Linked DNA regions of Oryctolagus cuniculus: region 2 is linked to region 1. The links are chromatin contacts, called in public Hi-C maps. All regions are on one chromosome and are shown on one strand. The core of a region is the stretch at or near the end of the contact, and the rest is flanking DNA. Distances in the headings are between cores, read along the strand shown.

The links. A called contact is a pair of places that touch in the nucleus more often than the background predicts.
Region 2: a Hi-C map of psoas muscle shows a contact between it and region 1, with 4 times the contacts expected there. The contact joins the enhancer-like site here to the promoter of PPARGC1B in region 1. A contact is called at or near these places in 2 of 6 Hi-C or Micro-C datasets (psoas muscle and skin fibroblasts).

What each region holds. Positions count from the first base shown.
Region 1 is chr6:37,063,347-37,067,081 of mOryCun1.1, reverse strand. It overlaps PPARGC1B (PPARG coactivator 1 beta), which reads right to left and starts at 1,818. Exons shown (of 12, transcript XM_051843506.2): 1 at 1,636-1,818. The coding sequence starts at 1,713.
Region 2 is chr6:37,113,544-37,117,278 of mOryCun1.1, reverse strand. The region is part of intron 1 of PPARGC1B (PPARG coactivator 1 beta); the gene reads right to left. Among named protein-coding and RNA genes, the nearest start is that of MIR378, 48 kb to the right of the region's middle. Within about 2 kb of position 1,983, at least 3 of the 8 cell types and tissues checked have an H3K27ac peak or open chromatin away from gene starts, as enhancers often do.

The sequences.
Region 1 (3,735 bases), core at 569-3,068:
CACACCCGCACCCCCGCGCGCGGCGCCCGACCCGGAGCCGCGCGCCATCACACGCCGCCAGCCCCCTCGGCCGCCGCCGACCCACTCGAGCGCGCCCGCCGCCGAGCACGCGGCCCCGCGGCTGGCTCCCGGGCGCAGCGCCGTCCGCAGCGCGCGCCGGCCGGCCTTCCCCAGTGCGCCGCGGGCTTCCCCTCCGCGACAGCCGCCACACCACGCCACGCCACGCCGCGCCGCGCCGCCCGGAGCCGGCCCGCAGCCGCGCGCGCCTCGGCGGCTACGTCCCCCTCAAGTCGCGTCTCGCCGCGAGGAGTCAGCTTGCAAGCCTCTCCCCGCCCACCCGGTCCCATGACAGCTGCTACCGCCCAGAGACTGGCAGATTACAACAAGAAGCAAAGTTTCCCTCTCTCTCTCCTCCCACCTCCCGGCCCCTCCGCCCTCCCCCTCCCTTCCCGTGTTATGCAAAACGGGCCAGCACCGGCGCTCCCACTCCAGGTACCCAGCCGGCCCCCGCGAGCCGCGCCCGGTTCCACCCCGCAGCCCCTCTCGGCGCCCAGGCGTGTCCCCGCGTCCGGGGTCTCCCCCGAGGCCCCGCCGTCTCCCCAGCCTCCCGGCAACCCGAAGCCGAGCGCCCGGAGAAAAAGCCCGAACTCTGGAGCCAAACTTTATGCTTGCAACAGGCATGGGTGGGGGCGAGCGGGGCAGGGGTGGGGGGCGCGCATGCCGCGCGCACCCGCTTTCGGGAGCAGCGGGCCCCGGCAGCACCCAGTCCCCGGCTCCCAGCCGCCCGCGTCCTCGCCCTCCCCCCCGGCACACCAGAGCACCATCTCCTGTCACGCGCGTGTCGCCGGTGGGGCTCTCGGGCTCGGCCAGAGCCCGGGACGCCGCCTCGCCTTCCCTTCCCCCTGCATCGTGGAGCGCGCGCCGGGGCCGCGCGCCGCGGGGGGACCCAGGCGCCCCCTGACATCCCTCACGCCCCCACCCCGCCCGGCCTTGCCCCGGGGGGCTCCGCGGGAGAGCGAAACCAGGAAGGCGCTGGCTGTCTCCGCCTGCAGGTCCACGTGCCCGCAGACCCCTATGCCCTTAGCCCGCAACTGGCAGGAAACTCCGCGCTGCGGGCGCCAGTGGGGAGCTGCGGGGGGCTAGCAGCCGCACTCGGGGGGGCCAGGGGCCGGAGGACCAGGCGACTCCGGGGACCGGGGCAGGCGCCCGTGCCGGGGCCCCAAGTCCACGTGAAAGTACGCCAGCAAGTGCCGGGCGCTGAGGGCGCGCCTCCAGCACCCGGCGCCAGCCAGAGGGTCCCCCATACCTTGGCGCGGCTGCACCTCCCCAAGGAAGCGGGGTACCCCCTGCCCGACTCGCGGGGAGGCGGACTCCAGCCGGCTAAGGCGAGACCCTCGCCGGCGGACGTAGCGCCCCCCGGCGCCCAGGCTCGCGCCGGGGTTGGGGGGGGTACCTCCGGCTCCTCCGCGCCCCTGTACGGGAGCGCATCGCAGGGCGCGTGGAAGGGGGGCTCTGCAGCCTGGAACCCCAATCTCCCCAGCGCGCCCACCGCTGCGTCCCAGCCTCCGCGGCTGCGGCTGCAGCCCCCGCGGCTCAGCACCGGGTTCCTGGGCCTGTGGCCCCGGCCGGCCGTACCTGCGTGTCGGCGAGATAGTTGAGGAAGAAGGAGGAGAGCTCTTCGTCCAGCAGCGCGCCGCAGTCGTTCCCCGCCATCTTCCAGCCGCGGCTGCAGCGTGCGGCGGAATCAGCGCCGAGCCGGCCCGGGGGGAGGGAGCGAGCGAGCGAGCGAGCGAGCGGGCGAGGGAGGAGGGAGGAGGGAGCGAGGCCGGCGGGAGGCGGAGGGCGGAGCTCGGGCCCGGGGCTGCCGCAGGGCCGCTGGCTGCGGGGGCGGGGCCGCGCGGCGCCCGCGCCGGCCGGGGGTCGCACCCCGACTTGGCTGCGCAGAGCCGGACGCCGAGACCCGCTCCCACAGCCTCCCGCAGGGAGGAGAGAGCCCGCAGCCGGGTGGCGGTGCCCCAGCCGAGCAGCCCGATGCCTGCGCAGCAATGCGGGCAGCCCCCCGCTCTTGCCACAGCGAATCACGTTGCGTTAGCGCTGGGCGGGCCCTGCGAGGCGACCTGCTGCCGCACAGCTGGGGAAACTGAGGCTCGGGAGGCGGCACGGGGCGGAGGGGTGGGGGTGGGGGGCGAGAACCACGTCTGAACCGCTGTGCACTTCAGTAGCAGAAAGAGAAAGCCCAGGAGGCTGGAATGTCTCAGACTGCAAGCCCAGAGAGGGAGGAAGAAATGCCTTAGGTCACAGGCAGAGCAATCATGGAAGGCTCCTCAGAGGAGGTGGCATTTTAATTTTTTCTTGGAAGAATACATTGACCCCTGTTCTGTAAGACCTGGCTTGATCGCGCTTGCAATCTCTCTCTCTCTCTCACTCTCTCTCACTCTCTCATTCCCTCCCAACAGCCCTCCCCCCCAAAAAAAGCACCTCTGGCCACTTCTCTGGCCAGGATCCACATGCCTTGAAGCAGCAGAGCTCCTGCTGCCAAGCCGACAGGCCTTCTCAGCCCGTGACAAGGGCCCTCTCCACCCAGCAGCCATTCACCCACCCTCAGACCTCTGCTCCTGAACCTGCCACCTCGGGCTCCCTTAGCTCTGCCTCCTCTCTGTTTCTCTCCCTACGGGGACTCTAAGGCCCGTGAAAGCCAGGCTTCAGTCTGTTTGGCATTCACGTCTGCGGGTCCTGCACACAGTAGGCGCTTCATGAGGAATGTGTGAGCTGATCCTCACCAGCATCACCACCCACGTCGTACAGATCCAGACGCCGCCAAGGGCGCACTCGTGGCCAGGAGAACCCGGGCCCCTTGACGTCAACCTTGAACCCTCATCCTCCTGCCCCGCTGTTTACCAGGCAGGAGATGAGGGCATGGCCTGGACCAAGGCACGGAGGCGGGAAGATCTGGGCCGGTTTTGTTGGGCACACCCGCCAGGGCCGTCCTCCCACCGTGCACTTACCAGGGCACCCCACCCCGCACGCACAGCCAGAGGAGGAAACACACAGCCCCCAGCGCACCTGCTCAGACTTGAACGCCAGGGCAGGAGCTTCTTCGGGCTGGAGTCTGAGGTTCCCAGAACCGCAACGCGTGATTTCACTCTCTGGGCTTACAGCCTGCAGGCTTTTAAAGAACAATGTGTCTCTACGGGGAGCCTTTGCCTAGCCTTGGAGCTCTCACTGGGAGTCTAAAGGCTGGGGGTTCTGGTCGGGCCCCTGCCACGTCTGGTTCTGGTGGGCAATTCAGCAAGTTAAGAGCAGGGGCCCCGGAGTCACACGGCCTGGTTTGGTCTCAGGCCAGCAAGTCATTTGGTCTCAGGCCCTGAGGCTTCTTCATCTACACCAATGGGATCATAATTGCTCACCCGTGGAGATGGGAGGAGGATTGTGGAGATAGGTGAAGTGCTTGGCCTGGTGCCTGCCCTCCTGGGGGAGATGCTAAGCTCTCTGGCCCTCTGTAAAAATGAGGATAAAATACTCATATGGGGGTACTTCAAAAGGTTTGGGGGGAACAGGATTAAAAGCATGCAATTATTTTGATGCAAAAAAATTTTGGTGCCAAAAAAAGTTTTCTCAGAATAAATGGAAAACGTGAATTATGGAGGAAAAAAAAAAGCTATGGATAGATTTCAAAATTTTTTTGCACTAAAATAAACCTATCTTTTTTAAAAAGATTTATTATTCTATTTATTT
Region 2 (3,735 bases), core at 734-3,233, 50 kb before region 1:
TGGTTGTGCTGCTGCCTCGCCACCCATTTCCCATTCGCCCTCTGGAACCAGAGGGGCCCACAGATAAGGGCGTCTGGGCCAGTCCCTTGTGGTACACGTGGAGAAAGAGGCCCCAGGAGAGGCCAGCTACACAGGAAGAGTCCTGCTGGGGACCCAGGCTTCCTGCCACCCTACCTGAGGCTTCTCTCCAGACCTCCTGACCCCCGAATGTCAGCATTGACATTGACCCTTTAATTACAGGTCAAGGTCACCCTGCAGGATTATACAAACACCTTGCTGCTTCCTGAACCACTACTGCAGTGGCAACCTGCATAAGGCACCTCCTGGGTGATAGCAAGATGGGCCCTCATCACCAGTCACACGGGGGAGACCCCAAGCAGGGCCCAGAAGATGAGAACACCAGAGGGGAAGGAAGCGAGAGCAATTCAGTCAGCTGAAGTGGGAGTCAGGAGGCAGGCAGGGACGAGGGCAAAGTCCACAGGCCCAAATCCTGGTGGAACTTCCAGGCCAGGGGCAGGCCAGACTGCCCTGAGATCAGGGACTCCCCAGAGGGATTCCTGCAGACTGATGTCACACAGCTGCCCTCTGGCTGACACTTGGATGTGGCCAAGGTGAGATAACGTTCCCTGGGTGTAAGGAAGGAAAAGGAACAGAAGCTGAGAGGTTGGACCTGTCTGTGACCTGTTTTCCAGGCTAGGAGTAGCGAGACTCGGGACGGCCAGGCTGTGAGCAGGAAGGAGGAGACATCAAGGAGGCTCCGGCCGCGTGGGAGAGAAAGGAGGAGCAAGGCTGGGGGCAGGGGGATCTGCATTTGACACAGTGACGCTGAGGTACCTGCAGGCAGGTGAGCAGTGTGGTCAGCATCAGGCAGGCATGTCAGGGGGTCTCCCACACCCACCTTGCCCAGCAGATGTGCATGGAAGGCCACGCTCCTGACCCAGGGCTGTCAGGCAAATTCACACGCTCTGATCCGGTCCTCAAGACACCCCCGAGAGACTGGCGGTCTGCCCACTGCACAGACGCAGAAGGTAAGACCCGAAGAAGCCAGATGAGTGTTTGCAAAGGACACAACTCCAGCCCATGGTTTCTGTCTTCTAGGTCTCATGCAGTCATGGTTAGGCCCACCTGATCCCCTTGACCCTGGCACCTACCCTCTTTAGGAAACACCCCACAGAGCCTTCGCTAAGTTCCCAGCACTGCACTTCTGGGGTTCTGAGTGTGGCAAGAGAGCGGATGTGTCCCGGGGGTGAGGAAGGCCTGGGGGCACTCATGCTCAGTCTCTCTCTCTCCCAATGTGACACCAATGCCAGAACTCACCAATGCCTATTCCAGAGACCTCCGCCCTAAGCGCCATGACCTTCTGTCCACCCTGCAGGCTCAGAACCCTTGGCCTGAACAGCCCGGGCCCCATGCCCCCACCGGCTGCCTGCACACAAGCCCTTTCTTCCCTTCCTCCTTTCTGCCCCCACCTCTGTCCCAGCCGACACCTGGCAGCCCCCCAGGAGCCTGCTGGGAGGCGGGAGGGAATGCTGAGCATCTGGCCAGAGCCCAGGCCAGCCCTGTGGGTTCACATTAGGGCACCTGTTAATGTGCGGGACCCTGGGGGCAGCGACTGGCTGTGATTGGGAGAGGCTGATTTGCAGTCAGCAGTGATTGGCTGGCAAGGCCAGGCACCGGGCCATCCAGGCACCCAGGGCCACATGACCCCCAAATCCCAGCTATAAATAGATGAGAACCTGTCGGCCCCCTTGCCCAGAACCAGCCTCCCCTCCCTCTTGGACAAGAATGAAAGGGCGCCTGGAAATGGTGCAGAGCCCGGGAGCCCCAGCTCAGCTGCTCGGGCCCAAACCTTCTGCTGACCTCAGGGAAAAGACTCCATTCTCTCGAAATCTGGGGATCTGTCAGCTGTCCAGGCCCTGTGCAGCCCACGTCCTTGCTTCTTCCCCTGATAACTATCCCGGTGTAGCTACTGCTTCCAGCCCCCAGATTTCTGAGTCATTTGGATCTCGCTTTAATGAGCTGCCACCAACAAGGCGTTCCTTTGGAGCCTGCTGCCTGGGGAAGAGGGTGTGTGTGTGTGTGTGTGTGTGTGTGTGTGTGTGTCTTTGCAGAAAAAGGCATTTATACCTTACACAAGGGGAATGGCTTTCCCAAGGTCACACAGTAAAAAGTGGCAGTGCAGAGATCAGATTCCCAGGCCAGGTCACTCCACCCCAAGCCACTCATAAGCCTTTGCCCTAGCCCACTGCCACTTGCTCTTTGTGACACCAGGCTAATGGCCCAGAGCACCTTTCTTCTGGCTCTTCCCTTCTCCTAATCTCCTTCCTCTCCTTCTCGGGCTTAGCCCACTACCACCTCCAACCTGAAGCCATCCTAGTCTAATTTAATTTAGCTCACAGCTGTCCCATACCCCACACACGCCCCTGCACGCATCTACTGAGTCACTTGCATGGTGCTGACCAAGAATGGCATTAATGATCACTCTTCTTTATTTAGAGATGGCAAATAGACTCTATCTTATAGGCCAAGTCCCATCACTTAGAAGTTGCTGTCATTGTATGGGTGAAGATTACAAGGCCACATATCCAAGATCAGCAGGAAAAAGTGTCGGGATTGATTAGTGATGTCTGCCTTGGCCAGGGAAAATGTCAGCACTCACACCAGGTTTTGCAGTCCCTCTTGTCTGCTGTCTCCAAGACTAAATTTCTTCAAGTAGAAATTTCGTAGTCCAGGAGAACACGGACTTCCCTCCCTGCCCGCCACCCAAATGTCGGCAATGGTAGCAGACAGACAATCAGAGGGGAGATGATAATTACACACTGCTTTCCTTGGCGGGGACACCCCCACAGAGGTCTCCACAGCCAGCACCCCAACTGATCTGGAACAGAACCTGAGAGGCAGATAGGAACACTCCTTCCTCTGCACTGAAGAAAGTGATGGCCAGGCTGCCAGCTGGCCTCCTCCCCCGACCCCGCCCTGCACACCTCCCAGCCCAGGAACCCCATCTGTCTGGGGCTGCTCTGGCAATCTGGAAAGCTGTTTTAGCTCTTTAGCCCCATAGGACCTTCCTGCCCCTGGGCCACCCTCACTGGTGTCAAGCACTTGCTGGTGGAGGTGGCCCTGTGGTGCAGGGGGTTATGCCACCCCTGCGAGGCCAGCATCCTACATCACAGTGCCTGAGTCAAGTCCTGGTCCAGCTTCCTGCTGAGGCACCTGGGAAAGCAGCAGAAGAGGGCCCATGTGTGAGATCAGGATGAAGTTCTAGGCTCCTGGCTTCAGCCTGGCCCAGACCTGGCTGTGTGGCCATTTGGGGAGTGAACCAGCAGATAGAAGATTCTCTCTCTCTCTCTCTCTCTCTCTTGCTCTACCTTTCACATAAATAAAATAAGTCTTTAAAAAAAATACTCAAGGGCTGGCGCTGTGGCGTAGCAGGTAAAGCCACCACCTGCAGTGCTGGCATCCCATATGGGTGCCGGTTCAAGTCCTGGATGCTCCACTTCCTATACAGCTCTCTCATATGGCCTGGGAAAGCAGTGAAGATGGCCTGAACCCACATGGGAGACCCAGAAGAAGCTCCTGTCTCCTGGCTTCAGTTGGGCGCAGCTCTGGCCACCGTGGTCAATTGGAAAGTGAACCAGTGGATGGAAGACCTCTCTCTTTCTCTGCCTCTCCTTCTCTCTGTAACTCTTTCAAATAAATAAATAAATCTTTTTTTTTTTTTTTAACAGGCAGAGT